2 separate regions of the Zea mays genome follow, and region 1 is linked to region 2. A link is a contact called in public Hi-C data. All regions are on one chromosome and are shown on one strand. The core of a region is the stretch at or near the end of the contact, and the rest is flanking DNA. Distances in the headings are between cores, read along the strand shown.

What was found. Hi-C and Micro-C count contacts between places; a contact is called where the count stands out from the background.
Region 1: a Hi-C map of leaf shows a contact between it and region 2, with 4 times the contacts expected there. The contact joins two enhancer-like sites. A contact is called at or near these places in 6 of 25 Hi-C or Micro-C datasets (bundle sheath, ear, leaf and 1 more).

The regions. Positions count from the first base shown.
Region 1 is chr4:213,274,147-213,279,392 of Zm-B73-REFERENCE-NAM-5.0, forward strand. No RefSeq gene overlaps it. Among protein-coding and RNA genes, the nearest start is that of LOC100384270, 86 kb to the left of the region's middle. Within about 2 kb of position 3,450, at least 11 of the 20 cell types and tissues checked have an H3K27ac peak or open chromatin away from gene starts, as enhancers often do. A contact at or near this core is called in bundle sheath and leaf, where this site is marked.
Region 2 is chr4:212,985,780-212,991,066 of Zm-B73-REFERENCE-NAM-5.0, forward strand. No RefSeq gene overlaps it. Among protein-coding and RNA genes, the nearest start is that of LOC103654570, 33 kb to the left of the region's middle. Within about 2 kb of position 1,817, at least 17 of the 20 cell types and tissues checked have an H3K27ac peak or open chromatin away from gene starts, as enhancers often do. A contact at or near this core is called in bundle sheath and leaf, where this site is marked.

The sequences.
Region 1 (5,246 bases), core at 2,200-4,699, 290 kb after region 2:
TTATTCCGGTAGAACAAACTGAGGAATCCCATATACAAAATCCTGTGGAAGATGACAATGTAACAACTTGAAAGAGTAAGAGACCAAGGACTACAAAAGTCCTTTGGTGATGATTACATTATATATCTTGTGGATGACACACGGAGTACCATTGAAGAGGCATATTCCTCTCCTGATGCTGACTTTTGGAAGGAAGCAATAAGGAGTGAGATGGATTCTATTATGTCTAATGCAACTTGGGAGGTCGTTGATAGTCGTTATGGGTGTAAGCCCATTGGGAGTAAATGGGTGTTCAAGAAAAAGCTTAGGCCTGATGGTACATTGAAAGGTACAAGGTGATGCTTGTAAGTAAAGGCTATTCACAGAAGGAAGGTAAGGATTTATTTGATATTTACTCACCTATGGCTCGATTGACCACAATTCATGTGCTACTTTCATTGGGTGACTCTCATGGTCTTCTCGTCCATCAAATGGATGTTAAGACAACATTCCTAAATGGAGAACTAGATGAGGAAATTTACATGGAGCAGCCAGCTGGGTTTGTAGCAAATGGTCAAGAAGGCATGGTGTGTAAATTATTGAAATCTTTATATGGCACGAAAAGTTCGATAAAACTTTGACATCTATCGGCTTTGTTGTGAACGAAGTAGACAAATGTGTATACTATCGGTATGGTGGGGGCAAGGGCGTAATTTTATGTCTATATGTTGATGAAATTATAATCTTGGGGATAAGTTTTGATGTGATTAAAGAGACAAAAGACTTTCTATCTAATAATTTTAAAATGAAAGATTTGGGAGAAGCTGATGTTATTCTTAACATTAAGCTACTGAGAGAAGGCAATGGTGGGATCACACTTGTGCAATCCCATTATGTGGAAAAGGTTTTGAGCCGCTTTGGTTTTAGCGAATGTGAACCTGGTCCAATGTCTTATGATCCTAGTAAGCTATTAAAGAAAATCGAAGAAAAGCAAGGGATCAATTGAGATATTCCCAAATAATTGGTTCACTCATGTATTTAGCTAGCTCTATGAGTCCTGACATATCGTTTGTTGTGAGCAAACTTAGCCGATTTGTTTCAAATCTGGGAGATGATCACTGGCGTGCTCTTGAGAGAGTTTTGCGCTATCTAAATGGCACTATGAGTTTAGACATCCATTATATTGAGTACCCAACAATACTGGAGGGTTATTGTGATGCAAACTGGATATCTGATGCTGATGAGATATATGCCACAAGTAGATATGTGTTTTCACTTGGAGGTGGTGCTGTTTCATGGAAGTCTTGCAAGCAAACCATCTTAATGAGGTTGACTTTGGAAGCAGAACTCATAACATTAGATATCGCTTCAGTTGAGGTTGAGTGGCTTCGTGAACTCCTTATGGATTTACAGGTGGTTGAAAAACCTGCGCCAACTATTTCCATGAACTGTGATAATTAAGATTAACAATTCTAAGAATAATATGAAGTCGACAAGGCATATAAAGAGGCGTTTGAAATCTGTCAGGAAATTGAGAAACTCTGGAGTAATAGCGTTGGATTATGTCCATACATCTAAAAATCTGGCAGATCAATTTACTAAGGAGCTATCACGTAGTGTGATAGATAGTGCATCAAGTGAGATGGGCCTGAGACCCACCTAAAGTTTATCAAAGTGGTAAACTATTCTATGTAATCGGAGATCCCGTGAATTAGAATGGTGAAACAAGCTAGGGGTAGACTGAGAGAAAAGACCCTTAATAAGGCTCATTTTAGATGCATATCTTTCCTTACTGTAAGGTAGGTTGGTGTTTACACCTTAATATGTTCCAAATGGCTTTGGGAAGTAAATATGTTGTCCTACAGAACATATTTGGAGGAACATACCTATATGGGTTAACTGCTAGTCACAGTTTGAGATCTGGGTGGTCTCTAGATAACCATGAAAGGCCATGGAGTTTTACTTATATGCTCCAACCACAGGGGATACATTCGGCAATCTAGTACTGGCAAAGAGTTTAGATGAAACTCATTCTACGAAAAACTGTCAGTTCAAGGCCTAGTCCATTGTGTAGTTGTGGTTATAGTCTAAGCTCTAGGTGGACGTTCAACTTAACAGTCTTTATCGAAACATCAGTATATCAATTGTTTGAGATGATGAGAGTATTTTCGTGTGACTTAGCATTTGGTGGGGATTGTTGGATAAATGTGAGCTTGGCCCAATTAATATTCAATAATAGTCAATGCTAGTGACCCGCTTTAATTTCTAAGGTGTACTAATAAATTAGCACCGTATTAGAAGTTCAAGGAACAAATCAATCAACTTAAATAGATGGACCGTTGGTGCATCTATTGGGAAGTCGAGAAAAGGATGAAGGACTGTCGCACGCGCGCGCGCCGCCATCGTCCGGGCTGGGCCTCATGGCCATGATAGACCGTCGTCCGAATATTCCTTTCAAATGGTTGTACATTTTGCCTGGTGTGATGACCGTCTGTTTCCTATCTTTTGGCTGGTAACGGACGTCAGTTACTGTGATAACGGACATTAGTTATTGTCGTTGGTTTCTAGTTCTAATGTGCGACCGTTTCTATCTGTTGCCCTTCTCCCTCCTTCTGACACATGTTGCTATAAGAATGGAGAGTGAAGACTCTTCCATGTACGCGCGATACCTCTCACACACATTGTAAACATCACATTCCCGTCCCATCTTCTGCGAGCACAGAGAGAGTGGAAGAGCAAACATCCGAAATCGTCGTCCGCAGAGATACACTTGCACGAGTGTGCGGGCGATCAGATTTTTGGAGAGCGTATTCGTGACTGCTCGTGTGATGCGTTCGACTCGGTGTTGCTTTGTCTACATCCTGTTCCTCGTCGCCTTCCTCGGGCTACACATGTTGTTGTTCTTCTTCCGGCGACCGTTCAAGGGACTGCACGGCGTACATCTTCCTGCATTGACTTTGTATGGCTACATCGAACATACACACGGGATGTCTCGTGTGAATAGAGCCATTGACGCCTTGAACATCGGTCCCTCCGCAGATTACATTCTGTTCTTTCTTATTTGTGCATGTTTTATTTTTATTTACTGCTTAGTAGTTATATATATATATATATCACACTCTTTTTCTGAATTAAATATTAAAACAAAAAATGTCTAAATTTCTTACAAAATCGCGGTTACCCGTTTATGGCCGTCCCCTCTGAATTTGCATCGATCTGTCTTGTCGACCACTCAAAATGAGCACGAAGAAGAAGAATTGAAGAAAAGAATTCCGAATCTTCCTGCCGGTACGTACGCAGAATACCAAAAGCAATGGATGGACGGAGAGAGGTCGGGAATCGAATAAGGTTTGGTTTTCAACCAAGGCAAGGGGAAGAAACTTGGGGGCGGTGGTAGTTGGTAGTAGTTGGTAGGCTACATGACATCACATCACCCACAAAAGACAGCAGCAGCAGCGACAGCACCCGAATCCCCTCCCCTGGCGGCCTGTGCTTCTGCGTGCACCCTCCTCAGTCGCCAATTGCCTTCCATCTCCATCTGCGACCTCAACCATCCTTTTCAAGCATCGTTTTCCAATGGCTCAGCGAAGTTTTTTTTTCTTTGGTATGGTATTAATTTGGGAAAAGGCGCTCTCCGTTGTTGCTGGGTCTCACCTTCTAGAAGCTCAAGTGAGGTGACCCCAACATCCCACCACTCCCCAAAATCACTATGACATCCCAAGAGTGGCTGCAGCATATGTATATGTTTTGCAAGCTATCTCTATCAGCGATCTACTAGCAGAGCAGCGATTGATGAGAAAAAAAATGGCAGCTGATATTGCGGGTAACCTAATTTCTTTCTTTTTTTTCAGGAAAAAGGAGCAGCTGCTGCTACTGTCCACCGGGGCCATTTCGTAGTTTAATTAGCCGAGGCAACAAAAAAACAATCAACCAACACGCTATCGATTACTAACTTTGGTGGATATATAACAGTCCAATCCTCACAAACAGTCCAATCCTCACATGCTCAATCTACTTGAGAGCTTAACCACTGCTCCAGAAATTTAGGCCTAATCACCAAATCACACATATATCTTAATGTTTAGAAATAAACAATAATTATTTTTAAATAAATATTTGAATATCTATTTATATGATATATAACAACGGTAGCAAAGCACGTGTAATAGGCTAGTTAATCATTATTCATTCAAGCTGTTCAGGACCATTCGGTGAACTCTGATGTATGTTCTGAAAGAAGCAACCACAGGTTACAGTACTCTGGAAGGCCGAACAAAAAAAATGTGAATATTAAGACATCATAAACACTTTTGCAAGCGCTACCTCCAAATCACATCAAGAATACATCAGGGTGCCCTTACCTTTGCAAAAAAAAAGGAAACGAAAGGAAGTGCGTGAGCTTAATGATTCTGCTGAAAACAGTTGAGTGATAAAAAGTGCACATCTAGTCGATCGTCAGAATACTTATTGCAAAACCAACTGTAATCTATCCACCACACATATTCTTGTCTGCACTGAGACAGGAACCCCGCCAACCCATTGCGGCTGATCTTACCTTTACGCTTGCCTCTCATTTTTAGTGCCTCCCCACCCCTGCGATGAAGACCTGTCGTCACAGAGTGACCTCCATTTGTGTTTAACAGAATAGTGTAAGCCATGATGTATTGGCACTAGCAGAGTGTAACATCTAACGTTACTTTTTCTGCAACTGTTTGACTTTTGAGCTAGCAGTCTCGCAACAAAAGGTAGCTTCTTTCTAGTACCCCAAGCAACAGAACATGTAAAGCACAAGGCAGTAGAGCACATGTGTGGAGCATGTTGTTTTCACTTCTAAAGTCAAAATGCAGTTTTATTCATCGCCGCCGCGCGCTCTAAAGACCTGGCAATAGGCACAGCACACTCCATCATGGAGCACCAGAACCACTGGTGAGATTCCCCCCAATCGACAAGGCAAAATGCGCAGCTTGTTGGTTTGACTGCATGCCAAGTTGCTCCTCAACCTTTTTCCGATCGACGTGCAGCACACATGGCTGGGCGCGGAGCAGATAGGTGCATGCGCAACTACTTTTTTTTCTGATGAAATTTGGAAGTCACATAAGCTTTTTGGATATGAATATGCTTTCCAAAGGAAAAGAGAAGAAAAGTTGTAAAGATGTTTTTGACATTCATACTACATATAAGAAAGAAAGAAAGAAAGAAACAGAAAAATAAAGAGGGTAGGATAGTGTGGATGATGCATGCGGATATGATGCCCAAGCCACCTAACA
Region 2 (5,287 bases), core at 567-3,066:
CATGGGTCTATCGACAGAGGAGAGATCCTATCTCTACGGTATCGAGCGTGTCGGCCTCGATGACTCGGAGGAACCCGAGGATTTCGCGGAGGACGACAACGACGGGTAAGACAACTGTGATGAAGGTGGTGCAGCCGGCAAGGACGACAGCGACGGCGGCAAGGGCGACAACGGCGACGACGGTGCCAGTGGCGAGGTGACATTGACTTAAGTAGAAGTAGTAGGTGTAGTGTAGGGGTAGCAGTGGGGGCAGGAGTCTTTTGTAAGGATCAATTTATAATGAACTAATTTTGCTCATGTAATGACACCCCTCTTATATAATAAAGTCGTTGTTTCCTACCTTTTTGAGTACTGAGCTCTCTCTCTCTTTCATGCTGCGTTTGAGGTATGATCGCTGGTGTTGAGTTCTTCATTTTTCTCAGTTTCCTGTATCCTTGTGCTTTAGTATTGATGACTGACTTCTCCCGACCGACTTGTACGCCAAAATGAGTTCTTTGTCCAATTCAACTTGTCCGATTCATCACCTTTCTTTTCGATTCTAAAATATTGTCTCCCTAGTGCTGATGCTATGATAAGTAGGGGTAGTTATATATACGTGCTTATGCCTGACAGTTTTTGGCAGAAACCCTAGCGCTTCTTTCGCTGTAATCTCTTCCTTTGAAATTCTCCTACCTTAGTGACCCCGCTCTCGATTCTGTGGTCACGAGAGGTCCCATGGCACCCAAGAAGAAGCAGGGGTGCAACAACCGCCATCCCTTATTGATCCCAATAGTCAACTCCCCTTTTGTGGTAACTACACCTCCATCGTTTCTGAATCCGATTTGCTTCACCTTGTCCAGGTGGGCGTTCTTCCTCCAAAAGAGTTGAGTTCATGGAACGTTTGGCAAGGGATCACCGTGCCCATAGAAAACACCCATGAGTCCATTGTTTTTGTTCATTTTTTGATTCGGGGCCTGGGTTTACCCGTCTCCCCTTCCTTCTGCGGTCTTCTCGATTACTATTCTCTAATTTGACCCACCTAAGCCCTAATTCTGTTCTTCAAATTGCTATTTTCATGCACCTCTGCGAAGCGTTTCTTGGGATTAGCCCACATTTTGGACTGTGGAAAAATCTCTACTATTGTAAGCTGGGGATGACAAGTGGGCAACATCAAGTGGTTGGAGGGGCTAGCCTGGTGCTTCGTCGAGGCAAGAAAGCTAAATACTTGGATATTCCCCTGAAAGATAACATCAAAGGGTGGTTATTCGAATGGTTTACCATGGGGAACCACAATAACTCCCTCCTCGTTCTCGAAGGTAGCCAGATGTGAGAGTGCCCAGCTGGATAGAGGACCCAACTGATGCTAAAGTGAATGAGGCCAAGGTTTTGCTAGTTGAGATCGCCAGTTTGAAAGATAGAGATTCACTAGGGCCCTGGATCATGAACGTGGAGCTTCTAGTCTCAATGATCTACTGGAACGCCGGTGATTGCTCATCGGAGTTCCTCTGTCACTGTCACCGCGGGACCGCCCCTCGTTGTGGATGGAGCTCACTACTGCACGAACACTGGTAATAACACATCACTGTCGTTCGCATTGTCATGTACTTCATGTAGGTACTTTTGGATTAGCTTCTGGGGCCCTAGAGTGCATGTCCGATGTACTCGTCAGAGTCCTCTACCGCGAGCAGAGTACCATTGCCGCATCCAGCCGACGATTGGGGTGGAGGGGCGTCAGACGTTGATATGCTAATGCACGACCGTGGTTAGATCATAGGTACCAGTTAGGTACACTGAATCCGAGCGGTTTATCAAGTGATGAGCGGTCGGGATGCGCCGAGTCTCTCGACCGTGAATCTCTAATCCTACGGCTACCTGTGCATACCGATTCATGGCCTATCTCAGGCTGTCGTATGGCGATCCAATAGCCAGCAGCCGCGTGCGTGTGCTGGTCCACGACAAACTTTATAAAGAGACCTCACGATTTAAGAGATTTAACCCGCAGTCCACTTTAATATAAAGATTACAATAGATAGGTCCTTTTACTTACAAAAACAACCTTGAACTCGCTAGAAATAGTAGCCGCGATACTTATATGCTTCGGATTAGATAAAATAAATCTGAAAATTAATTTCTAGTACAAAATAAATCAAGAAACATAGAAAATCTATAACTAATTCATTTTAACTCTGAATTTAGTGGTTCTCAAACCTACGATTTCGTAGCGACGCGTAAAATATTCTTATTTAGTTTGTTTTCATCTTTGGTGTAATATTTTTTACCTACTCTATGCCTTTCTATATGTATTGCTGCGCATAGAAGCGAGGTGACGAGGAACCTGAAGCCCAACTTTTGGGAGACACCTGGAATCACAAGTATAAGCTGATGGGAATCACAAGTATTGTTGTGTACTTGATCACTTTCTTTAACCTAATAATGTTCTTTTAATCATCGTGGCACAGTTGGGTTAAGCTGATGGGACCTAATAGGTTACCTAGTTTGTTTACCCTATACCTTGCAAACATATGAACTATTGGGTAGTATTGTTATTGCTCTACCTGATTTTGGGTTTAATGATACTTATGATTCATGACCATGTTCCATTATGATTTATTATTGTTGGTTATCTATTATTGTTCATGATAAGATCGTTGTGTTAATTGGAACATGGAGAACCACCAGAGAAAATAGTGCTACCACAAGGGTGGTATGGGATGCCCTTAGCTGACTAATTAAAAAAGCTAGTTGAGGACTACCTTACCTGAAAGGGGCAACCGCAGTGTGAGGAGCTTCCAGTATAGGGAGGTTCTCGGGTCAATCATGCTACGATGGCTTTTCGAATGAGGGATTCCTATATCGTCCCCTTCTCACAGAAATCGTAGTGGGTTTTATGAAGCTAGTAGAACTTTGAAAATGCCTCGTAGTGGGACCATGCCTCATCTCCTCGGTAGACATGAATGGGAACTCGCAGTCCCTTGGCAAAAGGGTAACACTACTTCTCGGTAAAGATGCACAACCTCTACAGAGTGTAAAACTGGTATATCAGTCGTGCCCACGGTCATGAGCGGCTCGGACCCGCACATGAGTAATTTATGAAATTAAACTTAATATGTCATTTGCATTGCATTGTGGGATTTATTATTTATTACGATCAATTATTTAATTGGGTTGGTATTCACTTACACCTAGTCATCGCTAATAAAATTTTGACAAACGATTTAAAAGCAATGCTCAGTCTTAACCATTCTCCTCGGTAAGACTTACACTACACTTTTCCTCACACTTGCTGAGCGATGAACATATGTGAGATCACACTTGCTAAACTCACTGCACGCCAAGAACATGTACTACAAATGAGGAATATGAAGGATGCTACGATGAGTTCGGAGATGTCTAGGCCATCGTCTCCTAGTCAACTATGGTTGCGAAGGATCGTTGTCATCATATGATGTATTTATTTAGCTATTTTATATAGAACCCCTATTATATAATAAATATGTGACATTGATTTCTGTACCATGAGTCATCATATGTGTGAGACTTGATCCTAGCACACATTTGAGATGCGCCCGGGTTTGCCCTTAAATCTAGGTGTGACAGGGCGGTTGGTGCTTCTAGTACTGTTTGGAAGCCCAGTATATATATATATATATATATATATATATATATATATATATATATATATATATATATATATATATATATATATATATATATATATATATATATATATAGGAAGTGGTATTGGGAGCCCTGTGATTCCAAATGTTAGAGAATGCCCTGGCCGACCACCCGCGACCTGGCTAGACCGCACCAGCGCGCCCACCTACATCCCACGCGAGGATGTTAGGTGCATCCCCCCATCCATGCACCATGTCAACCTCCCCCACGTGCGTCAGTCAAACTCCTGGTCCAACAACCAACCTCCCGCGTGGGACACCAGCTATAAATTGTATTTATGCATTTTTTGCGCAAATAGCGTAAATAGTCCACAGAAACAATGTAAATAGTTCACAGAGAAAGCATAAAAACCTCACCGAGCCACTAAACCATGTGCACATGCGTAGGTGCATGCATGAAGATCCTATTTTTATAGTAGATCCGATAATTATGGTAGATCATGGGAGTTTTTATTGTATGTACGCAAATTTTGGATGACATTTTCGTTTACATTGTATGCACACAAAAATTGGATGACTCCATAAATATAGGATCGCTCTAACAGCCATGCAACTAGGCTTGCTAGAACAAGTTTATGATATTTGCTGATACTAATTATTCTATATGGTGTAGGTATTTATGCAATTCGGTACACCGCGTAAAAATCTGTTTTCTACTGCATGCACATAAATTTAGGATGACAGGAATGTGCGATGAAAGAAAATTTATTGGCATGCATGGAAATAATAAAATCTTATTTGAAATGCTACATTTCCTCTATAAATATAAGATCACTCTAACAACCATGTGTTGGTGGCCTTCGTCTTTCGAAGGTCCTCAAAAACACGGCTAACCATTTGTTATCAGCATATTATCAAGTATTACAGGTGCTTCGGAACCAGCATAGCTTCGATGCGGAACATTGGAAGGATAACGAACGTTGCTTCGTCATAACAACACAGGAAGATGATACAAGAAGAAGGTGTTATCCAAGTCGCTGAGGGCAAAAGACAATGTTGTCCTGTGATATTTGTAAACTTTGTGTGTAATCTCTGAGGGCTAACCTTTTTGGAAGGGCCTAACAACAGTTGCATGTAATCTTCTCTTCACCTTCGCTCTAACTCGCTTTCTAGAGCCGAAGGTATGTTTGTAAATTTAATACACGAAGGAGAAGAAAGATACAGTTAATGTGGAAGATTAATTGTCATGTTCAAGCTTCTTAATACATGTTACATTCATTTATTTACTTATTGATGAAGATAAACCACAATTCATTGGATAAAACTATAACCTTCGTCTACGAAGAAGTCCTCTTAAAGGGATGACTACTTGTGGACGAAGGTTGATTATCTCTCTTAATATAGTGTTGCCTTGTCTTTGATTATGTATAGAAATCGAGAACGAGAGACTAACATTGGCATCCATCTCTGGTGAACTCGACGACCACCTTCGTCAGGTGAACTCTGCAATCACCTTCGTCATGCCGCCGAAGAAGACAACAGCGCCAGGGGTTGTCCTTGCTCCCCTGAACACCAATCAAGATGGGATCCTTCTAATGGAGGCCCGAAGCTAGAAGAGGAAAGCCACTAGCCCAACTCCACAAGACGAAGAGGTAGACCAAGAAATTAGCAACCTGGAAGCTATACATCAA